2 separate regions of the Mus musculus genome follow, and region 2 is linked to region 1. The links are chromatin contacts, called in public promoter capture Hi-C maps. All regions are on one chromosome and are shown on one strand. The core of a region is the stretch at or near the end of the contact, and the rest is flanking DNA. Distances in the headings are between cores, read along the strand shown. Region 1 holds the start of Klk10 (kallikrein related-peptidase 10). Region 2 holds the start of Lrrc4b (leucine rich repeat containing 4B).

Region 1 (7,292 bases), core at 2,396-4,895:
ACAATTCATCATCTCTCCCTCCCCACCCCTGCCCTGTCCCCCTACCTTTCTACCTCTGACCACATCTCTCCCACCTCAGCCATTACGTGATCCTCCTTGGAGAGCACAATCTAGAGAAGACAGACGGCTGTGAGCAGAGGCGGATGGCCACTGAGTCCTTCCCCCACCCCGACTTCAACAACAGCCTCCCCAACAAAGACCACCGGAATGACATAATGCTTGTGAAGATGTCGTCTCCCGTCTTCTTTACCCGAGCTGTGCAGCCACTCACCCTGTCCCCACACTGTGTCGCTGCAGGCACCAGCTGCCTCATTTCTGGATGGGGCACCACGTCCAGCCCCCAGTGTAGGGGCTCCTGAGGGAACCGTGATCCGGGTGGGAGATGGGGAAAGGAGACCAGATGAATCTTCAGAGAGAAAGATCAGAGTCACTCAAGAGGCATGGTGATCTGGAGCAGTCAGGAGAGGGATGAGCTAAAAGGAAGATGAGAAATTCTGAGGGACTCACTTTTGGGCCTCAAGACTGAGACAGGTGTGAGGCAGGTGTGAGACAGGTGTGAGGCAGGTGTGAGACAGGTGTGAGACAGGTGTGAGACAGGTGTGAGACAGGTGTGCGGCAGGTGTGATTCCCAAATCTATAACTTTCTAGTTGTGGGATCTAAAGCAGGTGGCTTTACCTCTCTGAACCTTGGTTTTTTTTTTTTTTTCCTAAAAAGAATAATCATATCTACCTACCACAGTGGGGTCAGAGGTAATGCACAGAGAACAAGTAGTAGGAAGAATTTACTCAATGCATTGCTGTTGCAACAGTTACAAGCATAGAGATGGGTTCAGGGCAAGGATTGTCCCAGGTGCTGGCTACTGTGGTGGGGTTGGAAAACCAGGTGACCACTGCTCACACCCTTCACTGCTGTCCCCACAGTGCGCCTGCCTCATTCCTTGCGATGTGCCAATGTCTCCATCATCGAACACAAGGAGTGTGAGAAGGCCTACCCGGGCAACATCACAGACACCATGCTGTGCGCCAGTGTTCGGAAAGAGGGCAAGGACTCCTGTCAGGTCAGCAGGCAGGGGCTGGATCTCCAGCCACATACCCATTGCAACCTCCATCATCTTTACTGACATCCCCAGTCAGCCCTGATCACAACCATATCCAACCCTGCCTCCCCATGTTCACCCTCCTCTCCAACTCTGCCACCCATGAAGAACCTCTGGGCCCTGACCCCATTTATATTCTCACCCAGAATCCCACCTTCATCCCACCCAGCCTCTCACCATCAATCTCTTCCTTCACCTGCCCACCACCCTCACTACCGTCCTCACCCCCTCCCAACCACCCCACTCAACTCTAACAGGTTGTGTCTCCTCTCATGCCAGGGTGACTCTGGAGGCCCCCTGGTCTGCAACGGATCTCTTCAAGGCATCATCTCCTGGGGTCAGGACCCATGTGCCGTCACCAGAAAGCCTGGTGTCTATACAAAAGTCTGCAAATACTTTAACTGGATCCACGAGGTTATGAGGAACAATTAGAGGGGACCTGCTTCCCACCACCCAACCCCTCCAACCTCTTCTTAATGCTTTGACTTCTCTTCATTCTGCCCTAAGAAGTCCTCAGCTGGGACCCTGGCATGTACTCTCTCCGACCCACCATGAGTATAGTATAGGGATGCTCTAACTTGATGATCGACCTGGGGCCTGGAATCAAATCCTGACTTGAACTAAATTGTGACTCTGGACATGATCACCACTGGTTTTGTTTGTTTGGTTGTTTTTTGTTTTGTTTTGTTTTGTTCCCAGCTTTGAAGACAGTCCCTGGCATATCCCAGGGTTTCAATAAATATTTGTTAAATGATAAATGATTCTGTTGAGTGTCAACTGCATATTAGTCCTGACCATACAGAGGGTGTTTAAATGTCATATGGGTATGAGAGTTTGCCTGTATATTCGTTTGTCTGACATGCACCTGCCTGTCTGAGGAGCTCAGAGGAGGGGTCAGATCCCCAGCCACTGTGAGTGCTGGGAACCAAACCCTGGTCCTCAGCAAGAGCAGCAAGTCCTATGAACCACAGAACATCTCTCCAGCCCCCCAAAGATCTTTTAAATGTTACTAAGCAACTGAATGCTCACAAGCCCCTTGGAGATTGGTCCTATTTTTCTACCCACTTTTGCAGACCATGAAAGTGGGCACAGACAGATGAAGGTGCATGCTCACAACCACCCAGCTGAGACCTGAAGGGTTTAAAAGCCCAATGACTCTTAATTATCAACGCAATGCCACATTAACATTAATGCTCAGTTTGTTTTCTTTTTATGTTACTTTAAAAAAATTTTTTTTAGTTTTAGTTTATTTTTGTTTTCCATTTATTTACTCATTCTTTTTTTAGGGGTGGGCAGGGAGAGGCACACGCCATGGTGCACAGGTGGAAGTCAGAGAGCAAATTGCAGGAGTCCATTCTCTCCTTCCACCATGTGGGGGACCAAGGATCACAGGCAGGTTGTTAGGCAAGCACCGGTACCCACCAAGCCATCTTGCTGGCCAGGCAGAAAGAACTCACTCAGTTCTTCTCTCTCTACATGAGAAGTTGCACATGCAAAAGTGTGATCGCAGTGAGTGCGGTCCGCATGCACAGAGTAAGAGGTAGTAAAAGAGGCTACCATCATTTTCCAACTGCCAGATTCAGTTCACTGAGGTCAGCGTTGCCTGGTCTCTGCTAGCCAAAATGAAGCCAAAGGACACAAAAACAGAAAGGAAATTCCTGTCACCTTTAACACATTTTGAATGCTCTGTAGCTCCAAGTAGCTGGTGGCTGGTACAACATAGTCACTGTAGCAAAAATCTGGACAGGACTGAGTCAAGCAACCTCTGAAGTTAACACAGACAAGATGCCTCAGAAAACACAGACGTTCTGTTCAGCTCTTGAGGAGAGATCCCTAGAACTAGAGAGAATCGTTTCTAGTTGTTAGGCGGACTTGCTTGCTGTGTGACCTCTTATGAGTCACAGCCCTCTCCGAGCCTCCCATTCCTCACCCAAAATGAGGGTGTCAGCCAAGGTGATGTGGCCTGTTCCTTAATGTGATTCACTAGCTCGTGTCACCTGAAGACACACAGGGAGGGTGCACGATGCTCACACACAGGCTTAGGGCAAAGCTGCAGCTTCCCACCCCCACCCTCTCAGCACATGCTGAGACACAAGGAGCCTACTGTTTCTTGGTTTACACACTTGGGAATTTGTCTGTGTCCTTCCCACTCTTTCCTTCTGCCTACTTGAACTCTTCCCACCTCCCTCTTCTTCCTCATTCTGGCTCCTGCCAGAGCAGACCTTGCCCCCTCTTCGTTTCCCCTCTCTGTCACTCACCATCTCATCGACGTAAGCCCCCCCCCCATCTTCCCACCACACCTGAGAACACTTCTCAGAAAGAGGGCATAGGGGAACCCCCAAGAAAGCTAGCTCCAGAAGGTGTTCTTGTCACTGCCAGAAGCCTGTATTCCAGGGCCCCTCCCTGAGCAGGAATCTGGGGCCCTGGTTGAATGCCAGCCCCACCCACGTTATAATTAGGGAGAGGGAAAGAGAGGGAGTGAAGCCCTAAGGGGAAGGGTGGGGGGGAGGAAGCTTCCGGGATCTTGAGGGTTAAAAGGGAAGGTCTGCCCAGGGGTCCCTGGTCAGAGGACTGTTTGCAGCCCACACTGCAGGGCAAGAGCCACTTCTGAGTCTCCTTTCTTCTTACTGGCGACTCCCAGGTGAAGCGGGTTGCACCCCACCCTATTGGGGTGGATGGCGAGAGGATGGGTGGAGACCCTCGGGCAACGGGCAGGAACTCTTTCATAGCCCTGATTTCCCTGCAGCATGGGGAAGTCCCTCAGCTCTGAGGTTAGGAAGAGGTTCCCACGGGCTCTGAGCAGGACCCCAACCCACCCACGAAGGAGTATGGACCTGGAGCTCAGTGTGGCTGGTGGCCAAGAAAGGCTGGGTGCACAAATTGGTCCCCTCTGGAGGATCGAGGACTGGAGTTCTGGGGGCCTTTGGAGTGAACCTCATTGAAGTGGTTCAGATGCGCTGAGGCAGGGGGTCTTGACCGATCATCTGTTTTAGGCCTCCACTCCAGCCTCTGCAAGCCAAGTATCAGCTATGAGGGTCCCGCTTCTTCACCTCTCCACTGCCTCTGGCTCCTGGTCCCTGGTGAAGCTTCTGCTGCCGCTACTGATGGTGCAACTCTGGGGTGAGCCTGGGGCCGGGGGCGACAGGAGGGAAGGGCCAGGACCGGAGGTGGAGGGAATGTTGCCACTGCAACCGTAGTCAGCTCGCCTTCCTGGGGGCCTGGCACCCACATAGACATCCCAAGCAGGATCCACCCTCAGGTGGGCTCTGACCCCAGATACCGCACCCAACTGTTAGGAGAACCCAGCCCCTTCGCCCCATCAGCTTCTCCACCTCTCTGCCTCTCCTACCTCGCCTCTTAGCCTCTCCTGCCTTCTCCTCACCTCTTGCAGACCCGTTGCATCCCTCCCTCTTCCTAAAGGAGGTGCTACAGTACCCCTAACCTGTGTGTTGGAGCAACTTCCCATCCTTGGACTAGACTTACCTTTCCCTCTTGCACACCCCTTCTCATTTGTCTAGCACTTCTCGGCGCTCTGGCCCCATTTCTTGCTGTCCCACCTTGTCCCTGTCTCCTCCTCGCTGCCACATTAGCTCCTCACTGGCCCACTGTGTCTCCTGTCTTCTGCTTCTCATTGCCCCATTGTGCGTTCTGTCTCCTGCTCCATATTGCCTCCACCGTGTTGACTGTTGCCTTTACCTTCCCTTTGTATTCTGCCTTCTTGTTTTTTTGTTTTTGTTTCGTTTTTTGTTTTTGTTTGTTTGTTTTTTTCGAGACAGGGTTTCTCTGTGTAGCCCTGGCTGTCCTGGAACTCACTTTGTAGACCAGGCTCGAACTCAGAATTCTGCCTTCTTACTGCTCACTGTGTCTCTGCCCTTCTGTACCCCCTGTCTGCCCCCTTACCTATCACACTCCCTCTGCACAGTGCTCTGCCTAGGCTCGCATCTGGTCTCAGCCCGGTAGGTTAGATCCCTGCCTTTCCTGCACATTGCCTCACCGCCCCCCATCCTACCCCCACTCCAGTCTCAGCCCTGGGGTGTCTTAGTCCCATTCTATTCTAACCCCTCTTGCCCTTTCACGCCTCAGTAACTGGTTCGCAGAGTTCTCTAATTTTCCCACGGCTTACTACTCAGCTGCGCCCCCTAGAGGCCCATCCTGTGACGTGCTGTATTAACCCGGAACCGTGACTTGGCTGGGCGAAACCTGATCCCCCTGTCCCGCTTCTCTATCCAGCGGCGCAGGCTCTGCTGCTCCCGGGAAACGCCACGCGCGTGGACCTCGAGGCCTCCGGCGCCCAGTGCGAGCGTGACTATCATCCCTGGCAGGTCTCCCTCTTCCATAACCTCCAGTTCCAATGTGCGGGTGTCCTGGTGGACCAGAACTGGGTGCTCACGGCCGCACATTGCTGGAGAAATAAGTAAGGAACCACTCAGAAGTAGCAATGTAGTAGTGGGGAGGATGGGGCCCAGGCACTCTCTCGGCTTTGGTTAGGTTAAGGGTGGCAGCCATTCTACAAGAGAGGCAGGATCCAAGCTGCAACGCCAGGGCGGGGCGCTGTGAGTCCATCGCACCTGTCCATAGAAGCCAGCCAGGGCATGTTGTATTTAAGACCTGTAGTCTCCTCATATGCCTGCAACGCAGGGACAAAGGACCAGGTGACACGAAGATGAAAGGAGAGACGGGCATACTAAAGAGTAGTAGTCAGCCTTCAACCCTCAAACTCTTACTCTCCTCCCTCAGACCCAGGGTTTCAGTCCTGAGCCCTCCTCCTTCAGACCCAGGAGTCCAGTCTCCAGCCTCTTCCCTCAGTCCCAGGGGACCAGCCCCAGCTACTCTCCCAGACCCTCTGATCTCAGGATCCCACTTCACTTCCTCACCCTCTGACCCAAGGACTAGGGTTAGGCTCTGTCTCCATGAAGGTTTTGCCTTCATCAGGCTACTCTTCCTCCCCCAGGCCACTGAGAGCTCGAGTTGGCGATGACCACTTGCTGCTTTTCCAGAAGGAGCAACTGCGGTCCACGAGTTCACCTGTTTTCCACCCCAAGTATCAGGCTTGCTCAGGCCCCATCCTGCCACATCGCTCAGATGAACACGACCTCATGATGCTGAAACTGAGCAGTCCTGTAATGCTGACGTCCAACGTGCATCCCGTGCAACTGCCCTTCCGCTGCTCTCAGCCAGGGCAAGAGTGTCAGGTCTCAGGCTGGGGGACCTCAGCCAGCCGAAGAGGCAAGAACTGGGCTGGACTCCTGGGTCCAAAGGGCTGAGTGAGAGCTAGACCCTAGATCTGAGGGAGGATGGCTGAAACCTGGGTGTCTACGTCCGAGGGAAGAGGCTAGAATATGAACTCTGGCTCAGGGGACTGCAGAGGTTGGGGTTGGATTCTTGGATCTAAGATTAGAGAGATGGAGTTTGTAAGATTAGAGAGATGGAGTTTGTAGTCCTGGATCTGGGGAAGAGGGCTGGAGTCCAGACACCTCGATGTGAGGTCAGAGAGCTGGGACACGGACCTCTGGGTATAAGAGAGGAAGGTCGTGGCTAGACTCCCAGGTTGGGGGAAGAGAGCTGAGGTCTGACATCTCGGTTTGAGGAGAAGGCTCAGATCTAGACCCCTGGATCTGAGAGAAGAGGCTGGGGCTGGCACCCTGGGTCCCAGGGAGGAGGCCGAGGGAGGATCACGAGGGTTTGAATTTCTGTGCCTAAGGGTGGAGGGGTGGGGTTAGGTTCCCTGGGTATGTAGGAAGGCTTGGGGCTGGATTCCGGGGTCTGGAAGAGAGGGCTAACTGGTCTCCCTGTGACTGCCCTGTTCTCAGTGAAGTACAATAGGAGCCTGAGCTGTTCCAAGGTAACTCTCCTTAGCCAGAAGCAGTGTGAGACCTTCTACCCAGGTGTGATCACCAACAGCATGATTTGTGCTGAGGCAGACGGAAACCAAGACTCTTGCCAGGTAAGGACAGATCAGCAAGCAAGTCTGTCTCCTGGACTGGGTGGGGGGCACTAAGACACTGAAAGAGTTGTCTCTGCTTTTCCTCCCTTCCTCCCCAATCCACAGCCCTCCCTACTCTTTACCCCGTTTCTCAACCCACTCCCTTAATCTGCTTTTCACCCTGCCAACCCCCATCTCTTGATCCCTCTCAGTCTTCTCACCTTGGATGAGCCAATTCCAGCTGCAAACCTATCACATCTCCATTGTCACCT
Region 2 (7,292 bases), core at 2,067-4,566, 660 kb after region 1:
AAATAAATAAATCTTTAAAAAGATAGATAGATATGTGTGTATGCATGTATGTATATATGTATGTATTGGCAGTACTTGCAATGAACCTTGGGCTTTTTTGCAGACTAGGCAAAAACTCTACTATACCCCCAACCCCTCACTGGGGGTCTAGATGCATGCTTTACTGCTGAGCTACATCCCCAACCCACTTTTTCTTTAGAGACAGAATCTTATTAAGTTGCCCAGGCTGGCCTTGAACTTGCCATTCTTCTACTTAGCCTCTGCATAGCAGGGATAACAAGTCTGTGCCTCTATGCCTATCCTCTTTCCTAACTCTATATTGGACCTTGAGCCAATGTCTAAACCTATCTGTGAAATGGGGAGTGCCAGCAGTTCTTAGAGGGCTGCTGCCCAGAGAGCAGCTTTTTCCTCGGGAACCACTGCATAAGGGTGTGGTATCCATGCTGGTAATAGAGTCACAGCTGTGTGCTGTGAGCCTGCTCCAATGCAACCTGAGCCTGGAACTGGTGCAGGTGCACACTCAGAAAGAGCAGCTAGCCTGCTCTCTGCACCAGTTTGGCCAGTGTATAGCTCCATGAGCAGGTTCTGGTTCCAAGCAAAGATGAGACTCCCCTAGTGACAGATTAGTTAGAGGGGCACCTAGCAATGCACTGGGATCTAGCCAGCCAGATGGGACTGTGGCAAAGAGGGACGGAGGAGGACCTGAAACACAGGTGTCCAGTGAAAGGCAGTGACCTCCTAGGGTGGAGACCTCAGGTGAAGAGATGTTCCAGACTTGGGCAGCTCTTAGAGTGTGCCAGGACTGGGTGCCAGTGCATCTGTGACAAGAGGCAGAGATGGATCCTAACAGCGCAGGTGTGAAGCCAGGCATCCATACAGTGTGTCCATTCCTCCTCTCATCTGGCATTCCCTGAGCCTACCAGGATCTGTCACAGGTTTCAACACCAAACAGAAACCAAAGCCGATGAGACCCCACTCTTGGAGAAAGTGAATTCCAGTAGCTATGGTCTGAGAGATTAGGTAACCTGAGGGAGAAAGAACCAGGCATCATTCAGTGAGAGCGGTGTCAGAGGGATACAGGCAGAGTGAAGAACAACCACAAAGCCTCGCTCGCCCTCAGCCCCAGGCTGGTGCTCAGCTCCAGGAGGGAGGTCAGAGCAGAAGCTGACTGAGGAGTGAGGTTTTTAACCTTTATCTGTGTGATTCAGAAGTTGCTGGAGGGCCCTGAGCAGCAAAGGGAGGGATCTGGCTGGTCACTTGAGGGACCAGACACACTGTGGAGCAGAGTCCAGGCAGGAGTGAGGTGATGGCTAGGTCAGGAGCTAGCTGAGCATGAGCTGAGACAGGACAGCCTGTGTTCAGAACACTACTCTTTCAACCTCCAGCCACTATGGCAGGCAGCCTGTACTACCCTCCTCACAGTGAAGGACACCAGAACTCAGAAACTGAGGCCATATGGCAAAGAGGCAGATTCAGAAATCCAGCTCAGCCCCTTCCCAGAGCTCTAACTAGCACTACTTGCATTTGTGGGTCATGGTATGCTGAGCCTTGTACCCATTCGTAAGCACTTGGCATATGCTTCAGTGCCTGGCACAGAGTGGGGGCTTCATAAATAGGTTTTAGATAGAGTAAGTGGAAAAGGGAGGGGTGATAGATGGGCAGATATAAAGAGGTAGAAGGATGGATGGATGGATGGATGGATGGATGGATGGATGAATACATAAAGGGATGGGTAGAGACATAAATGAGTGAAGATAAATCAATAAATGGATGGCTGATGCATGGATAAAGAATGGAGAGATGGCTAACGGGATGGATGAATAGGTATGTAGATAAGGGAATTTATGAATGGATGAATGGATGGACGGGTAGCAGAAGAGATGGATGCATGGATAAAGGGTTGGATGGACAAGGAAAGAAATAGGTAAATGGAAGGATAGATATATAGATAAGAGGATGGATAGATGGGTAGAGGGTGGATACATAGATGGACAGATGGATGGATGGATGTTGGATGGAGGAGTGGGTTGATAGGTGGATATATAGATGACTGTATGGGTATATGGATAGATAGATGAATGGCTGTATGGACAGATAGAAGGAAGCATGGATAGATGAAGGGACACATGAAGTGAATAGCAAAGTGTAGCTTCACAGCCTGTTCTGCAGAGGGCACCAGGAGGTGGGTATTAGTCTGTGGCTGGGGGGGGGTTGGCATCAGGGGTAGCTTTCTTTGTGGCAAGAATGAGTGCTGGTCTCAGCTGAAAGGTTGATGGTGACATGGGCCTAAGTTGGCTGGCATAGGTTGACTGGAATACTGGAATGGGGTTGAATCAGCAGCTGCATGAGGTAGTGGGGGGACCTAGAGCAGATGCAGGAGCGCCAGGGTGGACCCTGAGGATGTAGGAGGGATGTCTTGGTCCAGCGGCATGGAGTCCATGCTGCCCAGCCTGGTTCTGCAGCCGAGGCTGCTGTGTGTGTGTGTGTGTGTGTGTGTGTGTGTGTGTGTGTGTGTGTGTGTGTGTGCCTGCCATGAGGCTCTAGCTTGGCACAGTCCAAACCCCTCTCCCCTGGCAGCACAGCCGACAACCTTCCTCCCCCGCTTCCCCCGACCTTCCCTGACTGCCCAGAACCAACGGGTTAATTAGATAACGGAGCCTTTGATTAGCGGGGGAGGGGGAGGCCACCCCCTGGCCGAGCTAGCTGGGAGGGGGGAGTTGAGTGAGGGTGGAGGGAAGGAGGAAGGGAGCGCCCTCCCCGCTGGAAGGAGAGAAAGAAGGAGGGAGGGGGCGGGGAGGGAGCGAGCTGGGCTCTGCACTGCCGTGTGACTAGAAATTGTAATCGCAGAGAAAGGGAGCAAGGCAGAGCTGGGAGAGAGACAAGGAGGCAGGCCCCAGGACAGACAGACGGACAGTGGGAACCTGACTGAGCCAGGCTCCCAGCAATGACAGACTGACAGGGACAGTGGAGGAGGAGGACAGACCGACAAGAGGTCTGGGGGTCCTCGGGGAGACAAGACAGAGTCGGGGAGCTGGGGAGAGGGGCAGAGGCTGTGTCTGTGAGTGAAGAGAAAGGAAGCTGGTGTTGGGGGGAGTAAAGTGGGGGACACAGGACCACAGGAGGCAAGGGCTTGCTCGTGTGGTGGCCAAGAGAAAAAGGCCAGGCTCCCCTAGAGGGTGGGGAGGGCGACAGACGGGGGGGGGTGCAGGGAGACCCAAGAAGCCCCTGCGCCCCCCCCCTCAGCACAAGCTCAACGGGAAGCAGTAGGAAGCTGGGGTGGCAGGGCCCCGGGCAACTGCAGGCATGTGGAGGGGGGGGCCTGGGGCACAGAGAGAAGGCCATCGGAAGCCAAGCCGCCAGGGTGAGTGTCCCTCAGAGTGTGTGCTCTGGGAGCGGGGAGACAAGGACAAGGAGATGGTGGTGGCAGGAGAGGCGGGAGGGGAGGGAGGGGAGCTGCTACTGCAGAAGCCTCGACGGGGTGTGCACTGGCAGCCTTGGTGGGGGAGGAGACCCGGGCGCTGGCCTGGGGGATGGTGGGCTCGGTGAGCACAGACCCTTGGCTGGTCGTTGCCAGAGTATCAGGAAGTGGGGATCGTGGAGCCGAGTGGACTGAGGAGAAAGCTCCCTGGCCACATGTGTGGGAACAAAGGCCCCCGGCCCCTGCCGAGGCAAGCTAGTGAAGGCAGCGTGTGGTGGCCAGCCCTGAGGCGGTGGGGGGGTGGGGGGGTTCTGCCTCTCTGTCTTTCTGTCTATCTCTCGGTCTCTCGTGCCTCCGCTTCTCTGATCCTGTCAGTCTCTGCTCCTGGGTCCATCTCTCCATCTCCGTCTTTTTGTCTATTTCTCTGTTTCTGCCTCTCTGTCACGGTCTCTGTCCCTTGGCCTCTGTCTATCTCTGTGCCGGTTTTTGTCTTTGTCTTTTCCCCCCCTTTTCTATCTTTGTCTCTGTTTCCGTGCCTCTCACCATCTCTGTCATTTTCTCTTGGTCTGTCTCTCTGTCTCCATCTCTGTTTCTTTTTATCTCTGTCTCCATCTCTGTCTCCATTTCCAGCCCTGCCTTCACACACTTGCTCCAATACACGGCGGCGGCACACATATTTCTATCTGGGTTAAAATCTTGGAGGCTACAGGAGTGTGTGTGTGTGTGTGTGTGTGTGTGTGTGTGTGTGTGTGTGTGTGTGCTTGCTCGCGCGCTCGCGTGCTTGCGCGCTCATGCGCACCTGCATGGGGGGCAGGCAGCCCTGTGTCCATGGATTAGAGAGGCCGTGTGTGAGGGTGTGTCTGTCTCTGCTGTTTGTGTGAGTGGGTGGGTGATCATGTTTATGGGGACCCCTCTCCCCCTACTGCCCCCCCGTTTCAGGGGATTCTATGTGTGTGAGCACTCAGGGGTGCCATGTGGAGGGACCATTGGGAGCCAGAGGGTAAGTCCTGAGGCCAGACCCCCTCTGCCACCCAGTGGGCCTTGACAAGGCACAAAATCCAGCAGCTTCCGCCCTCCACAGGCAGGAGCGGCTGATGCATAGGAAGGGCGCCTGCTGTGCTGGCTGCAGTCACTGCCCTATCTGCGCGCCATTTGGTTAGCCTGAGTCCCTCCCCCCGGGACTCAGGAAAACAGGGGATAGGATGGGGGGGGGTGTACAATGACCCTGAATTCCTGCATCCCAGACACAGACATGGGGGTCCCTACTGCTCCATCCCCACTCCATCAGCTCCTCAGCCCTGTCCTGCGACAGCCGCTGGCACAGGTCCCGCCACAGGCTGTGTTCCCTTGGAGCACCTGCAATCTTGAGGCCCATGGGCACTGCTATAGTCTCCAACAGGGCCACCACAGGGTGGGGGCACCCCAACAGCCTCCCACCTCCTGCCAGAAACCCAGCTACCTCCTGTCCCCTCTCGATTACCTCTCCTCCAAGTCTAGGACAGGACAGGGCCTGAGTGGAGTGAGGGATGACCCCAGGGTGGGCAGGAGGGCATACAGAGATGGGCCTTCATGTCTGGTTCTGGTGCCCGTACACCTGGACAGAGACCTGCAGGGAGGGATGGAGGGATGGGACGCTGCCTCCCAGGGGACCTGCAACCCGCTTGGTGTGTGATAGGAGTTGATCAGTGTTGCTTTTCACCCCGGCAGAGCCTTTGCCTCATTGTCTGTCTGTCTGTCCCTCTATCTCTACATACTTACCTGTCTAACTGAACTCAATGCAATGACACAACTTAAAAAAAATTTTTTTAACAAACAGTTCTAGGGGTGGAAACAAAGGCCTTGAGCATCCTGGGAATGTGCCCCACCGCCCAGCCACATGTTGACTTTTTAGTTTTGAACGAGGTCTCACTGCATTGCCCAGGTTGGCTCTGGATGTACTCTCTCTAGCCCAGGCCAGTCTGCAACTTTCAATGCTCCTGCCTCGACATCTTGAGCAACTACAAGGGCAGTCCTGCGACCCCAGGCCTGGCAGGACCTAAGTTTGAATCTAGCTGACGTTGCCATTTACTAACCAAGTGACCTTGGGCACAAATGTCCTCTCTCTTGCCTCATTTATCCTTTCTGCAGAATGGCCCAGAGGAGGATGAGGTCTGGCACAGGAAGGCCAAGTCCCTGTAACTTTGGTTCTGAGCAGGGGTAGGGACTTCTGGTGGAACTGAGCCTGATGAAGCTCAGGCAGCCTGAGTCCCTGTTGCTTACTGACCAACACCCTCTCTTCTCCCACAGCCCCCCAGCGTGCCCTCGGAGTATGAACATTGAGGATGGCGCAGGCCCACATCCGCGGCTCCCCGTGCCCCTTGCTGCCGCCTGGTAGGATGTCCTGGCCCCACGGGGCTCTCTTGCTCCTGTGGCTCTTCTCCCCACCCCTGAGGGCTGGTGGGGGCGGTGTGGCCGTGACCTCAGCCGCTGGAGGAGGCTCCCCGCCAGCCACCTCCTGCCCAGCCGCCTGCTCCTGCAGCAACCAGGCCAGCCGGGTGATCTGCACGCGGAGGGAGCTGGCCGAGGTGCCAGCCAGCATCCCTGTCAACACCCGCTACCTGAACCTGCAAGAGAACAGCATCCAGGTGAGCCCGCCTCCGCCGCTGATTGGCCCGTGGGTCAAGGCACAAAGGGTGCAAGCCTCTGCCTCCCTCCTCATCCCTCTCATCCTGGAGTTCCTGGTGTCTGCGCACGGATTCACGTCCTCGCCCCGCCCACCTTTGCGATATATTTCCATGTAGGCTGTGTACGTTTTCCTGGGGTGCCTGTCACACCCCCACACCACAGTACAGGGTGCCTTGAGGTAGCCAGGAGAGGCCCTTCCACTTCACCATCGCTTGTGTTGGCCTGACCTGGCATCTCCAGAAAACCTCAATGTCTTCTTCTAGTGGGGGCTGGTTTCCTTCCGGTCCTGGAGAACTGGCTGGGTGAATGATGGGGGCCAAGGGGCTCAGGGTTTAGGGTTGGTACTGGCAGAGTGGTGAGTGGAGGCTGCAGGTGACTTTAGCTGCCTTTTGGCTGGTGTACAACCTTCCCCGTGCGGTGGGGCTAGGGGCTGTGCTGGTGGCAGAGTGAGCTGTTGGGAGCCGCCTCCCACCTCTGCGCTGTGACATTTGGAACAGGTCTTTCTACAGCGGGGAGGCTGAGGTGGGGCTGTCCTGAGTGCTGCAGATTGCTCAGCAGCGCCCCAGCCAGCCATCAGCTGTCTGCAGACCCAGTGTCTGTGAGCAGACATGGTGCTCACCCCCATGAGGATTTTGTTGTTGGTTGGTTGGTTCTTGGGTTTTGTTTTGCTTTTCTATCTATGCATCTATGCATTTATCTATCTGTCTGAGATAGGATCAGCGACTCACTTTGTATCCCTGACTGGTTTGGAACTCTTTCCATAGGCAGCTCAGGCTGCCCTTAAGCGTGCTCTGTAGCCCAGGTTGCCCCCCAACTTGCAGTGATGCTCTTGCTCTAGTCTCCTGTGTATAGGGATTACAGTTGTGAATCACAGCACTGGCTGAAGGCCACTGTTTAAAAGGCATCGAGTCAATTCCAAGTCCTCGTGTAGACTACCTTGTACCCGTTTAATACACGTAGGAGAGAGGAGGGCACCCTCACAGAAGGTCTTAGACCCCAGTCCCCAGCAGAGGGCTCCGTGGCCCCATATAGCTCTCTGGAGAGCCAGACTCTGAGAAGAATCAAAGCCTGGGACATTGCGGGGAGGGACAGGCTCTTTCTGGGTGTGTGGGAAGCAAGGATAGGCAAACTAGAGAATCTTGAGACCCAGTGCCACCACTGCACCTGGCAATATCCATGACTTCTCCAGGCCCACCTCACCATTTCTGCC

What was found. Promoter capture Hi-C pulls out the DNA fragments that hold promoters and counts their contacts.
Region 2: a promoter capture Hi-C map of embryonic stem cells shows a contact between it and region 1, with 4 times the contacts expected there. The contact joins the promoter of Lrrc4b here to the promoter of Klk10 in region 1. A contact is called at or near these places in 11 of 39 promoter capture datasets (the C10 cell line, the HPC-7 cell line, cranial neural crest and 6 more), 1 of 115 datasets of contacts at active chromatin or transcription factors (embryonic stem cells) and 1 of 9 other capture datasets (embryonic stem cells).

Annotation. Positions count from the first base shown.
Region 1 is chr7:43,777,409-43,784,700 of GRCm38.p6, forward strand. Klk10 (kallikrein related-peptidase 10) reads left to right here and starts at 3,646. Exons shown (of 6, transcript NM_133712.2): 1 at 3,646-3,738; 2 at 4,091-4,217; 3 at 5,328-5,511; 4 at 6,049-6,323; 5 at 6,908-7,041. The coding sequence starts at 4,127. Klk11 (kallikrein related-peptidase 11) reads left to right here. Exons shown (of 5, transcript NM_019974.2): 3 at 80-345; 4 at 922-1,058; 5 at 1,377-1,855. The coding sequence ends at 1,529.
Region 2 is chr7:44,439,171-44,446,462 of GRCm38.p6, forward strand. It overlaps Lrrc4b (leucine rich repeat containing 4B), which reads left to right and starts at 3,317. Exons shown (of 3, transcript NM_198250.1): 1 at 3,317-3,361; 2 at 5,705-6,042. The coding sequence starts at 5,740.